Linked DNA regions of Mus musculus: regions 1 and 2 are each linked to region 3. A link is a contact called in public HiChIP or PLAC-seq data. All regions are on one chromosome and are shown on one strand. Each heading gives the region's core, a stretch centred on a gene start, on an enhancer-like site or on the middle of the called end of the contact. The rest is flanking DNA. Distances are from core to core; before and after follow the strand shown. Region 1 overlaps Frmd4b (FERM domain containing 4B). Region 2 overlaps Frmd4b (FERM domain containing 4B). Region 3 holds the start of Tmf1 (TATA element modulatory factor 1).

Region 1 (4,073 bases), core at 1,044-3,543, 260 kb before region 3:
CCGAGGGACACTGGCAGCACAGCTGTTTGGCACCTGGCAGTTCCATAGCTAAGGAATCTCATGAGTCAATTCAAGAAGTTTTTGTATCTGGTTGGTTTTTTTGTTTGTTTTGTTTTGGGGGTTGTTTGTGTTTGAGACAAGGTCTCTTGTAGCCAAGACTGGCTTCAAACTCCCTGTGTAGCCAAGGATGGCCTTAAATTTCCAGTCTCCTACCCACCTGGGGTGGTAAGCATGTGGGGCTACGTCTGGTTTATGCATTGCTGGGAGTGCCAAAGTCAGGCTTTTGTGCCTGTTAGGAAAGAATTCTACCAACCCAACTGCAGTCCCAGGTCCACAAAAAAAAAAAAATTCAAAGGAACAGGCAAAGGAAGCAATGAGTGACTTGTACTGTGGAACAGGGTAAAATCTCAGACCAGGAGCCGGAGATAGAAATAGGGTTCATTCATTCATTCACTCATTCATTCATTCATCCGTTTATCTTGCATGTTTTCTGGTACCTACAGTGAGCTGGGTACCATTTAAAGGACTCAAAACAAAAAGCCAGTGAATGAGAGACAGTCTTTCCCTATAGAAATTGTATAAATGACAGACCATTTGACGTGGAAGTGGGCTTTCCCGAGTCAGAAGCTTAGCAGCGAGCCTACCCACAGATGCAGCTAAGACACATCTGCGCTGTTGCGATGGCCTGTGTTTACCAAGCTCTGTGCCCAGCACAAAGCCACCCTGACAGCAAGTGTGACTATCACCGTTTGAAAGTTGTTTGTTTGTTTTTTTTAAATCCTTCAAAAGTTGAATTTTAGTAAGCTGTGGCTTGGAGGTGGCTGTGTACATCTTAGTTTCTGGGATTTAATTGCTATCACACGGCACATCCTAAAGCAACCTGTGCATTTCGTTGCTCTTATGTATGTTCTTAAAGTACGTTAGACGTGTGCTTTAAATGTTACTATTTGGCCTGCATGAGGCAGTCACTGCGTTCTCAGGCACTGCTGTCATTGGTCCCATCACACAGCCTCTCGAAAAGGGCTCCTGCTCCCGTCCTTCCCCTGCTGCTTGATAATTTTATTTAGTTTGTTTGTTTGTAGAGGGGAAGACTAGTCTCGTCTTCTCCTAACCTGTGGTCGCCCAGCTTTTATTTTGTTTCATTTCGCTAACATTTAATTCCATGATAAAACTTCAGAGGGACTCCACAAACCCGGCTAAAATCAGAGCCTACATAGCAACAAGACAAGACATGTTCATGACTGCGTGCTGGTAGCTTCTAGGCTGAGAGGGGTGTTTCTTCTGTGACGATATGAGGCCTGGGTCTTGAGATTCAAGTTTCTGTGGACTGGGGCAGTAGTGGACTGGGAGTGCACTAGCCTAGTGAGTGAAAGGCCCTGGGTTCCATCTCCAGTACAAACACGCAAGCAGGAAAGAAATGAGGCAAGGGGTGGGAAAGGTTATTTTTTCCAAAAGCCCAAATGAACTGAACTTTTCACAATTTGGTAAACTTTTCTAAATCCTTTGTCCCTGGTATATTTTCTACCAACTAATTTGAGACAGGCCAGGACTCTGGTTCTAACACAGTCCGTTTTTACTAATTGTGAGTCCCCTGAGGACTTCTTTAGACTGTGTTTGAACATGGATTGCAAAGAGCAGAGAGACTGATAGACACCAATCAGAGGTTTGAATGGAGTTGAGGAATGGATGCAGAGCCGGGTGCTCAGAATAGGGGCTGAGAGGGTTTGGGGACCTCTAAGGTTTATCTGTGTTTCCTTGTGACATACAGAATCCGTTTGCCCTGCAGAGGCTCAGAGTCAGGCTTGCTGGGCTTGTTATTCGGGCACTAAGCGGTGGCCTGCGTGTCTGTTCATCACAAGCACAGCCATTCATCTGGAAAAGCCCTTCCCCGGACAGCCCATGTCGTTACTTTTTAAAATTCTTGAAAGCCGCTCTGCCCCCGCCTCTCCCTATTGGCTGTTTTTCTCAGGAAAGGAGAAAACCGTTGGCAGAACTATTATAAGTTTCCAGACCACAGGCTGTCTGCTTCTCACATAAGCCCAACGCCAGAATTTCCACTTTCTCCAACTCCACTGTGGAGGGCGGCTAACCTGTGCTGCAGACCTGCCACAGCGCATCTTGGTTACACCCTGGTTATACGTTGGTGACTTTTCCTGTTTCCAGCATTTGTGCCTTCCTCGTCTTTTTCTTCTCTTTCTTTTTTCCTTTTTGGACTCATTGATACTGTACCACAATGTCTAAAAATACTGCCTAACCACTGGTCTTCAAGAAAGAGGAAGTAACTGCAGAAATAACCCGAGGGACTCTGTGGCCATGAACTCGACAGTGTTCTCTGGGCCCTCGGGAGGGACTGGTTGCAGAAGCACCTTCAGACCATTTCCAGGGAGAAGATGTGGTTCCCACCACACTTCCATCTGTGCAGTTACAACCCCAGCCTTGGCCCTTTCCTGTCATCTGGTGAGCCCCTGGTTGAGTTGACTCAGCCTCTCATTACCTGTTGGGAACTCAATGAGTTATTCTCAAACTCTTGAGGGTCCAGTTTCAACCATAAAAGAGAAAGTTGAAACTGTTTATTTCATGGGGTGCTTGTGAGAACACAGTACATGATAAACGTACATGATGTAGGTAGGCCTGGGGAGCGTACTTGAGCCTGACTTTGATCCCCACAACACTTTATATATATATATATATATATATATATATATATATATATATATATATATATATAAAAGCCATGCATGGGCTGAGCATAATGATGCACACCTTTAATCCCAGCACTCTGTACTACAGAGACAGAAACTAGTAGTTCTCTGTGAGTTCAAGGACAATCTGGTCTACATAGTGAGTGCAAGGACTCCACAGAGAGACCCTGTCTCAAACAAAACAACAGCAAGCAGGACAAAACATGTATGCCAACCCTTACTTGTGATCCCAGGGCTAGGGAGACAGAGATGGGTGGAACCTTTGGACTTGCTGGCCCAGCAGCCTAGCCTAACCTGGATACTCCAGGACAGTGAGAGACTGTCTCAAAAAACCAAGGTGGACAGCACCTGAAGAACTATGCTTAGCCCTTGTCCTCCCTCTGCGAACACCCATGGGCACATGTACCCACACTCTCACATACAAAGAATCATGGTGTAAAATTGTGTGTGTCTATGTGGCCCGAAAGTGAGACCGAAACAGTCTAGGGACCCAAGTGAACTAGTGAGGGGGTGGATAGGGAAGGAAATGGGGAAGGGGCATGCACTCAAAGCGCATCATATGCTTGCATGAAAACGACCTTATGAAAGCCAGTACCATATACAACAAATACTCCACTTTAAAAACATTATTTTAAGGGAGGATCTGGTGGGAGGAGTGGGGAGAAGGGAAAGAGTATTGTTCAAATTATGTTGCATGATATTCTCAAATAATAAATAGAAACATTAAATACCTATCAAGTAGGTAAATAAACACACTTGATAAAAATAATCTATCTGCATATGTTAGTTTCTTTTCTGTGTGTGTCTGAGAGTTAAGAAGCTCAACTCTGAATGGTCACAATCATACAAAAACCAAGAGCTGGACAACAGCCTTCGCTGACTTCAGGCACGGGGCTGCTTTACTTGGTGTGTTTGTAGTCCTGGTGATGAAGTGCGGTGCCTCGCACTTTCTCAGCAAACACGCCACTGCTGAGCTTTGCCCTCATCCCTGAACAGTGAGTGGTTCTGAGTTAGTTTATTGATTATGACAAGGAAATAAGAAAGGCATTAAACCCAGATATTGGATTGCTGCCCTCTCCAGGGTTTGACTAATGGGTTGATTTTCGACTTGAATAAGCCTGTTTGACATCTTAATATTCCAAAAGAAATTTTGAGAGTTGGGTAGAAGGGGAGAACAAGCTATTTAAGCAATCTAAGCATTTAAGGTTAGCAGTATAGTTACTGAATCACGTCTACTGACCAGAGAACTCCCTGCAATGGGGTAAAGGCCGGTGGTGTCCTCCACTTTGTATGGTTACCCTTTGTTCCTTTGAGATTGGCTTGGTTTGAATACAAGGGGGACAAAGCTAAACAGGAAAGGCTGGAAGTCTA
Region 2 (3,810 bases), core at 136-2,635, 290 kb before region 3:
TTTTTTACAAAAATTATTTTGTCTCATTAAAATGCAATGCAATATTCATTATCTAAGTGAGAGCAGGCCCTTTACTTAAAAAGGAAAGCTAGAGAGATGGCTCATGCTTGAGCACAAGCTGTATAAACCTGGTGACCTGAGTTTGGTCCTTGGAACCCACATAGCATAGGAAGGAGACAGCAGGATCCCCGGCTGTTTTAGAATGTTCACCCAGTGTGATGGGAAGCCATTGAAAGTGTAGACTATGGGGGTTGATGAGGTGGCTTAGTCAGTGAAGTGTTCACCTTGAAGGCACAAGCGGAGGCTCCAGCACCTGAGTTGGGGCTCCAGAACCTACATTGAAACAAAATAGCAACAGCAGCAGCAAGGCAGGCATAGAGTATAATCCCAGAACTGGGGAGGTAGACACAAGCATATCACTGATGCTCATTGGCCAGCCAGCCTAGCCTACTTAGCAAGTCCAGGCCAATGAGAGACCCTGTCTTAGCACAACAACATGGGCAGTATCTGGGAATAACAGCTGGCCATGTTTTCTGCCTTCCACATGTGTATTCAGATATGCATGCACACATACACACACAGTGTAGAAATTACATTTTCCTTAATTCAGCAAATATTTACCAAGAACCCACTACACCTCAACTGGAGTCTAAACTGTGGACACACAGTGAGGAAAAGTGCCTGCCCTCACAGAGCTTGCTTTCTAGTTGGTTTGCCTTTTCTGATAAAATTTGGGTGTATTTTGAGCTGCTTGCACTCTTTCACTGACTTTTTATCTTAAACTTGCTACCCACATTGTAGCGCCTGGTCTCTTCCCCTACACCCGCTCCCCTGTAGAAGATGGCAGCCACATCCTCCCAGCGGAACTTTCTCTTCCACAGTCCCACCACATACCTACCTGGCTCCGCCTTCACAGTGAACATCAATTTTCTCCACCTTCAACCCCACTGCTCTGTGCCAGCTTCCCTTCTCACCCCTTCCTGTCTCAGCTGGACCTGTGCAGCACCTTCCTGATGGGTCTCTCCTGGCAGTCTCTCCCTATAGCCTGTTCCCAACCTTGCCACCAGAGAGGCCATTTCAGAGTAGTTCAGAACAAGCCACTGTCCTGCCCAGCCGTCATCCCAGCCACGTTGGGACACTAAGAAATAGTTTTACCTTTATTATCCCACAAGGACTCCTATGATGAGTACCTCCATGGTGGTCTTCCCAACTCCACCCAAGGCCCAGCCAACACACCCACCTCTGAGTCTTATCCCTAATGCTGTCCCATCTGCCTCTCAGTGATACTGTCTTGCCATCCCCAGTACAACGTCCAAGCCTTCACTCTGTGTAGTGTTCTCTTCCTACAACCTCAATCCCCCCATCTCACCCCCCTACAGCAGTGCACAATGCTCTTCTGCCTTCATTTCCTGCAGGGTTATCTTTAGATGTCCTCTACCCAGAATACAACCCGTTGCTATTGACATTCTCATACCCACAATATTTTTCTCCATGACTGTTAGCATCTCTGTCTTTATGAGTCTACAGATGTGCTCATTTGTACCTTCCAGGCTGGACACTAGTGGGAGGGAGGGAGGGACTACAACCTTGCTGTCCTCTGGAACAGTGCTCACTCCTGGTGTGAGCTCCAGGAAGTAATTGTCTGATAAGCCTGTGGGTGTGCTTGCTGAACACATTGGTGGCTCTGGGGTGGAGCAGGTAGGAGGTGTTTGTGATGAACAGCTCCAGCAGAGTTCCTGCAGCTCTGTCTGGTGGAGGGGGCGTTGCTTGTATTTTGGAAAACTATGGAAGGCTCATTCTGGAAAAATGCCTTCTGGATTGATATTTGCATGTGTGTGTAAACTCTTTCCTTATTGAAAACAATGAGTCAGCGCAAAGTGCTACAGAGTACACTTGTGTGGCTCGTCTGAGGATCATCTCATGAGAGGTATGTGTTAGGGACAGAGTGGACAGGAAAGCAGACACACCCAGGGGCCGTTTTGAAACTTACCCATGACCAGAAGCCTCTGTGCCCACCCCAAGGTGAGAGGCTGGCACCCCTGCAGCCCTCACTGCATGCCAAGTGATTGCCATTTCCTGCCAGGGCCTGTGGTTGGGCTCTGGAAGGTATCCTGCTTTTCCTGGCAGATGTTGACAGCTCCATTCACTTTCTTTCTTGATGCCTTTTACCATTTGCCAGGCATTGCTTATCCATCAGCCCCTCTTCTCCCCATTCTTATCCACTAAAGTTTAAGGTAGTAGGACCTGTTTTTGTTTGATTTTCTTGGGTTTCTTAGGAGTAAAAAGCAAAAGTGTGTCTCCCTCTTTCCCTATTTCTCTGTCCCTGTGTGTCTCTCTGTGTCTCAGTCTCTCTCCCACTCCCAACCCTTTCATTCCCGGTCTTTCTTAGTGTTTAACTTAAAACGTGCTTTGCCTTCCTCTTGGCTGTGTGCAGGTGTTTTCTAATTCTGCAAACACAGAGAGTATAAAGAGACTCCAACCCCAGAAGTTACTGTTAAATCATCAACCTCAAATAATCACAGAATCATAATCTCAGGAAAAAATAAAGTGTTAGGTGTTTTGCAAATATTTACTAAAGAGAGGAATACTTTATTTTTAATAAATAAGCTAATTCCAGTGCTCTCTGGATTCTTAGCCTTGACCTCCTGTGATATTCATGGGCACTTTCTCCTGTAGGGTTTGTATATATTAAACTTTCAAGGCAACGATGTCAAAAATAGGTCCAGCCAAGCTCATAAGAGTTGGCTGTTAAATTCTTTTTGGAAATATATATATATATATGAAGGCACCTTTCTTTAATAAACTTCAGAAGCCAATATTTTGAGAGGCTATTTCTGGAGTCTGGACAGTGGCCTTTGTCTCTTAGTTGGTCCTTCCAGTGTGATTTTTTTTTTCAAGATCATATAAATAACAGCAAAGGTTTGCCACACTATAACCTGGATAATGTATATTTTAAATAAATCATATTTCATTGTGTATTGTCTTACTTTGTCTCCTTTTCCCTGTGGATTTTACTCTGGGCCCCCAGCCTCTGGATACTGCCTCCTACATTTATCATTGGTCTTCCCCCTTGAGCAAAGCCTCTCTGGAAATGCCCTTACACACACACACACACACACACACACACACACACACACTGGCATATACCTCACCAGTCTCCTAGGTTCTTCTCTATGCAGTCGAGCTGACAGTCAGGATCAACCATCATATACAGACAGGTACATGTGTAAACCCATGTGCCGAGGCCATCACTGTGCATAAAGGTTGCCTCCTTATCCTTGGTCAACATCACTTCTAAACTTATAGCCCAACTGAAATAATCTACCACCAAAGTGGTTAGAGTCCATTGCAGGGATATTCTTCAGGAAACGCCTAATCAAATTCACAGAAGTTCGGCAAAGTGACAATTTGGTGAGGGACATCCACGTCCACTGTTTAAAGCATATGTAGGGTGGGGGAAATAAGAAGATATAAGAAGAAGAAGAAGAGCAGAGGACTTGTGGGGTGCTGAACCCCCTACCAGCTTGGCTGATCTACTTGTCTGTGAACCTGGAACATAATGATGACTGAATTTCAGGTGCCCAGGCAGAGAGCCAGCGACTAAACACACAGCATGGCGGTTGGGTTGACCTTTAGCCCACCCCTGTGTGAGATCAAGATAGGCAGTCACAGACCTGAGGGACCTGCAAGGAAAAAGAGAGGAATCAGCATGGGGCCACACAGCACAGTGCCTTCCTCAGTGACGGGTGGCTTCCTTAAGTGCAAGAACTATATGACACCAGTCTGTTCTGATAGACCTTTCTTAATATG
Region 3 (4,046 bases), core at 507-3,006:
GGAAATTTTAGTTCAGTCATTCTTTGTCACTAGGTGACACCCGTGGAAAAAGGATTAGCACCCTATTAAGAGGTCTAAGGATGGTGCCATTGCCCTTTAAAACAGAATGTACATACTACCAAATGCCAGCTCTGAACCAGAATAGGGCTCTTAAGCCCTTTAGGATGCAACTAACCCTCCCTCCCTCCCTCCCTCCCTCCCTCCCTCCCTCCCTCCCTCCCTCCCTTCCTTAATTAGAATAGAGTCATTGCAGATATAATACAGAGGACCCAATCTGATAAGGTAGGCATCCCTATTAGAAGAGGTGAGAGGGATGTGGGAGGAAGATTAGACAATGGAGTGCTGTACCTGTACCCAGGGAACAAAAGGATTGACTGCAGACTTGAAGCTAGGAGAAGCATGGTGCATTCTCCATGAAGATTTCAGAGGGAGGACAGCTCCAGTGAACAACTTCAGACTTCTGGCTCCAAACCACAAAAGCATTTCTGTCATTTTAAGCCATCCTGTTAGTAGTTCTGGTAGTCCTAGGGAATGTTTTGGGGGATAAAATTACATTTCCCCTTTCCCTTCCGTCCCTCTAAACTTTTTCATAGACCTCTATTGCTCTCTCTCAAATTAAGTCTCTTTTATTAACTGTTAAGTATATAAGTGTGTATACATATGCGTTCTCAAATGCATTAATTAGTACAACCCTCAGTCTGTATGATGATTTCGGGGCTGCTCATTTGGTAGTGTGTAACCTTCCCAGGGGAAGATTTACCCCATTCCTAGCTTCGGCATTCCTTAAGTACCCGTGGTTCTTTGTGTAGGGTAGGAGTCTCTTTTCACAAAGGGCTAATGCTTGAATTAAATTTAGCCTTTAAATGCTGGTAGAAAATTTTTCTTTAGCATTATTAGAACCAAACCAAACAGCTGCTGACTGGACAAGGAAGGCCATCGACTTTAAATTTTCTCCCATGACCAAGTGTGGGAAAGAGAGCATACAAGCTGTATCTTTTAGGCAGTGTGCACAGTATGTACTGATGGGTTAATATTTTATTGCTTGCCAAGTGGCTTAACCCATCCAAACCGCTGTTACAAACTGCCATAAAGTGGCTGGCTCATAGGCTACAGAAACTTGATTTTTACTGTTCTTGTGACTGGGAGGTCCAAGACGAGCACAGCTGATGAGAGCCATCTATTTCTAGTTCATGGCTGGCGTGACCTTGGTATGTTATGCTTGAGAGGGCGTAGGCACCTCTTAATAGGGCATTCATCTCTTTCCCGTGGGTGTCACAGTCATCTCGTGACCCAGAAAGTTCCTTAAAGCCCCACCTCTTAACATAGGAGTGTGCTGATGAACGCCATTCAGATGACAGAATTAGGTTGAGAGGGAGGTGGTTTCATCTGTTAATGTTCCAGGACCTGGGGACCGTGCCCATCAAGTCAGGCATAGACATCCAGGCCAGGCGAGAACTGGCCAACTACTTTTTGAGTACCAAGATTAATAAGTGTGAGGCCTAGCCGCCGGGATTATAGCGAGGCACACGCGGCTCTGGTCGCTCCCGGAGGTCTGGGCCTCGGCGCAGATCGCGTCCCTCAGTTGAGAACGGCCATGAAGCCCAGAGGCGGCTGGTAACTAAGGGCTCCGCTCCGCTCCCGGATGTGGCTTCACGCTACCGCCTCCGTCCTTCCGTCTGGGCGGAACTCGGCTCCCGGATCTGGTGGTTGTGTACGTGGAAGGGCGGCGCATGCGCGGCGGGGCCCGGCTCAGCTGTGCGGAAGGCTCGCAGCGCCGCGCGGCCGCGGGAGGCGGTGGGGCCGGGGCCGCCGCTGAGGCCGCCGGAGCCGGCCGGAGCCGGCGCTGAGGAGGGGCCATGAGCTGGTTCAATGCCTCGCAGTTGTCCAGCTTCGCCAAGCAGGCCCTGTCCCAGGCCCAGAAGTCCATCGACAGGGTCCTGGACATCCAGGAGGAGGAGCCGAGCGCCTGGGCCGAGGCCATCCCGTACGGCGAGCCGGGTAAGCGGGTCCCGGGGTGTCGCGCCTGCCTGCCTGCCTGCTGTCGGACCCCAGTCCCGCACGCCTCGGCCCCGGTGCGGGTCCTGCTGACCTCAGGTGTCAGCTCGAGCTCTGGTCCTGGCCCCAGGCCCCTGACTACAGAGTCAGGAGCACAGCCCCAGATCCCCAATTGCTAGGCGTCTTCCGCCTTGGCGCCCTAGGTCCGAGCCTTGTAAATCCCCAGTCCCGGAGCCCCGCGGGAAGCGTTTAAGGAACACAAAAGACTTTGTTTACAAAAAGTTCACCGTCTCAAAACAACCCGAGTCAGGGATGGTAGACCCCGTGTTCTACAGAGGAGCTAACCGAAACTCAGAATGCATAACTTTCTCCAGGTGAGGCACAGTCTGTACGGGGCAGAGTCCCAAGAGAATTTGTGCTCCAAGAGTTCCCAACTGTAGCCCTTTTTGCAGCACCAGATCTTTCAGATGAACTGAAATTACTCTTTCCAGGATTATTCGGTTGCTTGTGTCTTTACGTCTAAGGGAGTCTGGAGCACTTTTCGTGTGTAGCAACAGACACTGGGGCAAACCTTTGGATGAAAGTTAACTGTGGTTTCTGGTTTTAGATGTACATTGTTGAAAACTCGGGACCTAAGTTGAATCATTGATAACGTAGTTTATGTATGACTGTAGATATATCGTGATCTTATTTCATTCTCTGTGGCACCTTGCTATTGGGAAGCTCGCCTTTTTGTGGTTGGACCCCAGAGCTGGAGTTACTAAACTTAAGATCAGATGTTTCAAATAAAAAGATACTCATTATCCCCCGCCCCGGGCGAAATCTGAGACATGGATAGTGCTGTATAATTTATTTTAGAGGGCAGGTTGTCTGAAATGGAATATGCTTTCTTGAATGCTATTTTCATTGATCATCTGTTGTGTTTTAGATTACAAAACAACATGGGTCTGAAGAATAGGAATAGTTTAAGTGGATGTGTGGTTACTATAATTTTGTACCACATTTTTCAAGAGGCAAAGTTAAACCCTGGTATCCGTGAGGATGCTAATTAGCTACCTCGAAGACCTAATCTTGCCTTAAGCTTTGTTTTCTGGTTTCACACACTGAACAAATAAATGTAAAACTCTGTTCCCAGTTCAGTTTCCCCAACACTCTTCATTCCTCATAGCTGTGGAATCACGTTAAGAGGCAGATTTTATTAAAGGGCTTCTTGAGTTGTTTTTTTTTTTTTTTTCTTCCTCAGGAAGTCTGTGTACCCTTTCCATAAGCTTCTAATTGCAGAGTTTTGGTAATTTTGCTATCTTAAAAAATGTGGAAAAAATAATTTGGGGTTTAAGAGAGGGGAACTTGCAGACTGGTCATTAAGTACATAAAAGTGAATTCATTCACTAGAACTCACTGTTCTCATCAGTTTAATTATGATTTTTGAAAAAGACTGTCTCTATTATCTCAGGTTAAGTTTTGAGCATTGCTGTCTGTTTAGTTTATAATGTTACAAGAATAAAATGAGCGTGTGGCTGGATAGTGCTGTGACTGCATGTGCCTGTTAGTGAAGATTTGAACTGTCTTTGTGAGATGAGCCATGTGCCTGGGATTTCACACTGGCTGTACAGCCTTGATCACTACTTTAAGCATGTATTCCGAGGGGCTAGCATACTTGCTTTGGCCTGGCAAAACCAAGTCTGGTCTTGTACTTGTTCCTGAGACTCTCATAGGTTGGCCCACACTGGTTTTATTCTTTAACGCCCAAAGTTAACCTGGAAACTAATAAAGTGATGCTGTAAGGAAAGAGTCTAACTTTTCCGAGTTACAGGGTGCAGTTCATAAATTCCCTTTGCTCCCACTTGATGACTGATGATGATTTAAATACGAATGCTAACATTCTTTACTTAATGAACTAATTTATTTTGTCAAAGGAATAAGTCCCCCTGTGAGTGGAGGATGGGACACTTCAACCTGGGGATTGAACTCAACAAGCAGCGAACCTCAGAGTCCCCCAACAGCCTCTCAAGCAATTACAAAGCCAGTTCGAAGGACTGTAGTAGATGAAT

What was found. HiChIP or PLAC-seq counts read pairs in DNA pulled down with a chosen protein or histone mark.
Region 1: an H3K4me3 HiChIP or PLAC-seq map of the 230-238 cell line shows a contact between it and region 3, with 14 read pairs. The contact joins the enhancer-like site here to the promoter of Tmf1 in region 3. A contact is called at or near these places in 3 of 39 promoter capture datasets (the C10 cell line and pre-B cells), 5 of 115 datasets of contacts at active chromatin or transcription factors (the 230-238 cell line, bone marrow-derived macrophages, microglia and 1 more) and 1 of 9 other capture datasets (adipose tissue).
Region 2: an H3K4me3 HiChIP or PLAC-seq map of the 230-238 cell line shows a contact between it and region 3, with 12 read pairs. The contact joins the enhancer-like site here to the promoter of Tmf1 in region 3. A contact is called at or near these places in 3 of 39 promoter capture datasets (the C10 cell line, the HPC-7 cell line and pre-B cells), 3 of 115 datasets of contacts at active chromatin or transcription factors (the 230-238 cell line, bone marrow-derived macrophages and pro-B cells) and 2 of 9 other capture datasets (adipose tissue and liver).

Annotation. Positions count from the first base shown.
Region 1 is chr6:97,437,356-97,441,428 of GRCm38.p6, reverse strand. All of the region lies in intron 1 of Frmd4b (FERM domain containing 4B), which reads left to right. Among named protein-coding and RNA genes, the nearest start is that of Frmd4b, 48 kb to the left of the region's middle. Within about 2 kb of position 2,293, at least 82 of the 459 cell types and tissues checked have an H3K27ac peak or open chromatin away from gene starts, as enhancers often do. A contact at or near this core is called in the 230-238 cell line, adipose tissue, bone marrow-derived macrophages and 3 more, where this site is marked.
Region 2 is chr6:97,470,941-97,474,750 of GRCm38.p6, reverse strand. The region is part of intron 1 of Frmd4b (FERM domain containing 4B); the gene reads left to right. Among named protein-coding and RNA genes, the nearest start is that of Frmd4b, 15 kb to the left of the region's middle. Within about 2 kb of position 1,385, at least 44 of the 459 cell types and tissues checked have an H3K27ac peak or open chromatin away from gene starts, as enhancers often do. A contact at or near this core is called in the 230-238 cell line, where this site is marked.
Region 3 is chr6:97,176,834-97,180,879 of GRCm38.p6, reverse strand. Tmf1 (TATA element modulatory factor 1) reads left to right here and starts at 1,756. Exons shown (of 17, transcript NM_001081111.2): 1 at 1,756-1,998; 2 at 3,912-4,046. The coding sequence starts at 1,857.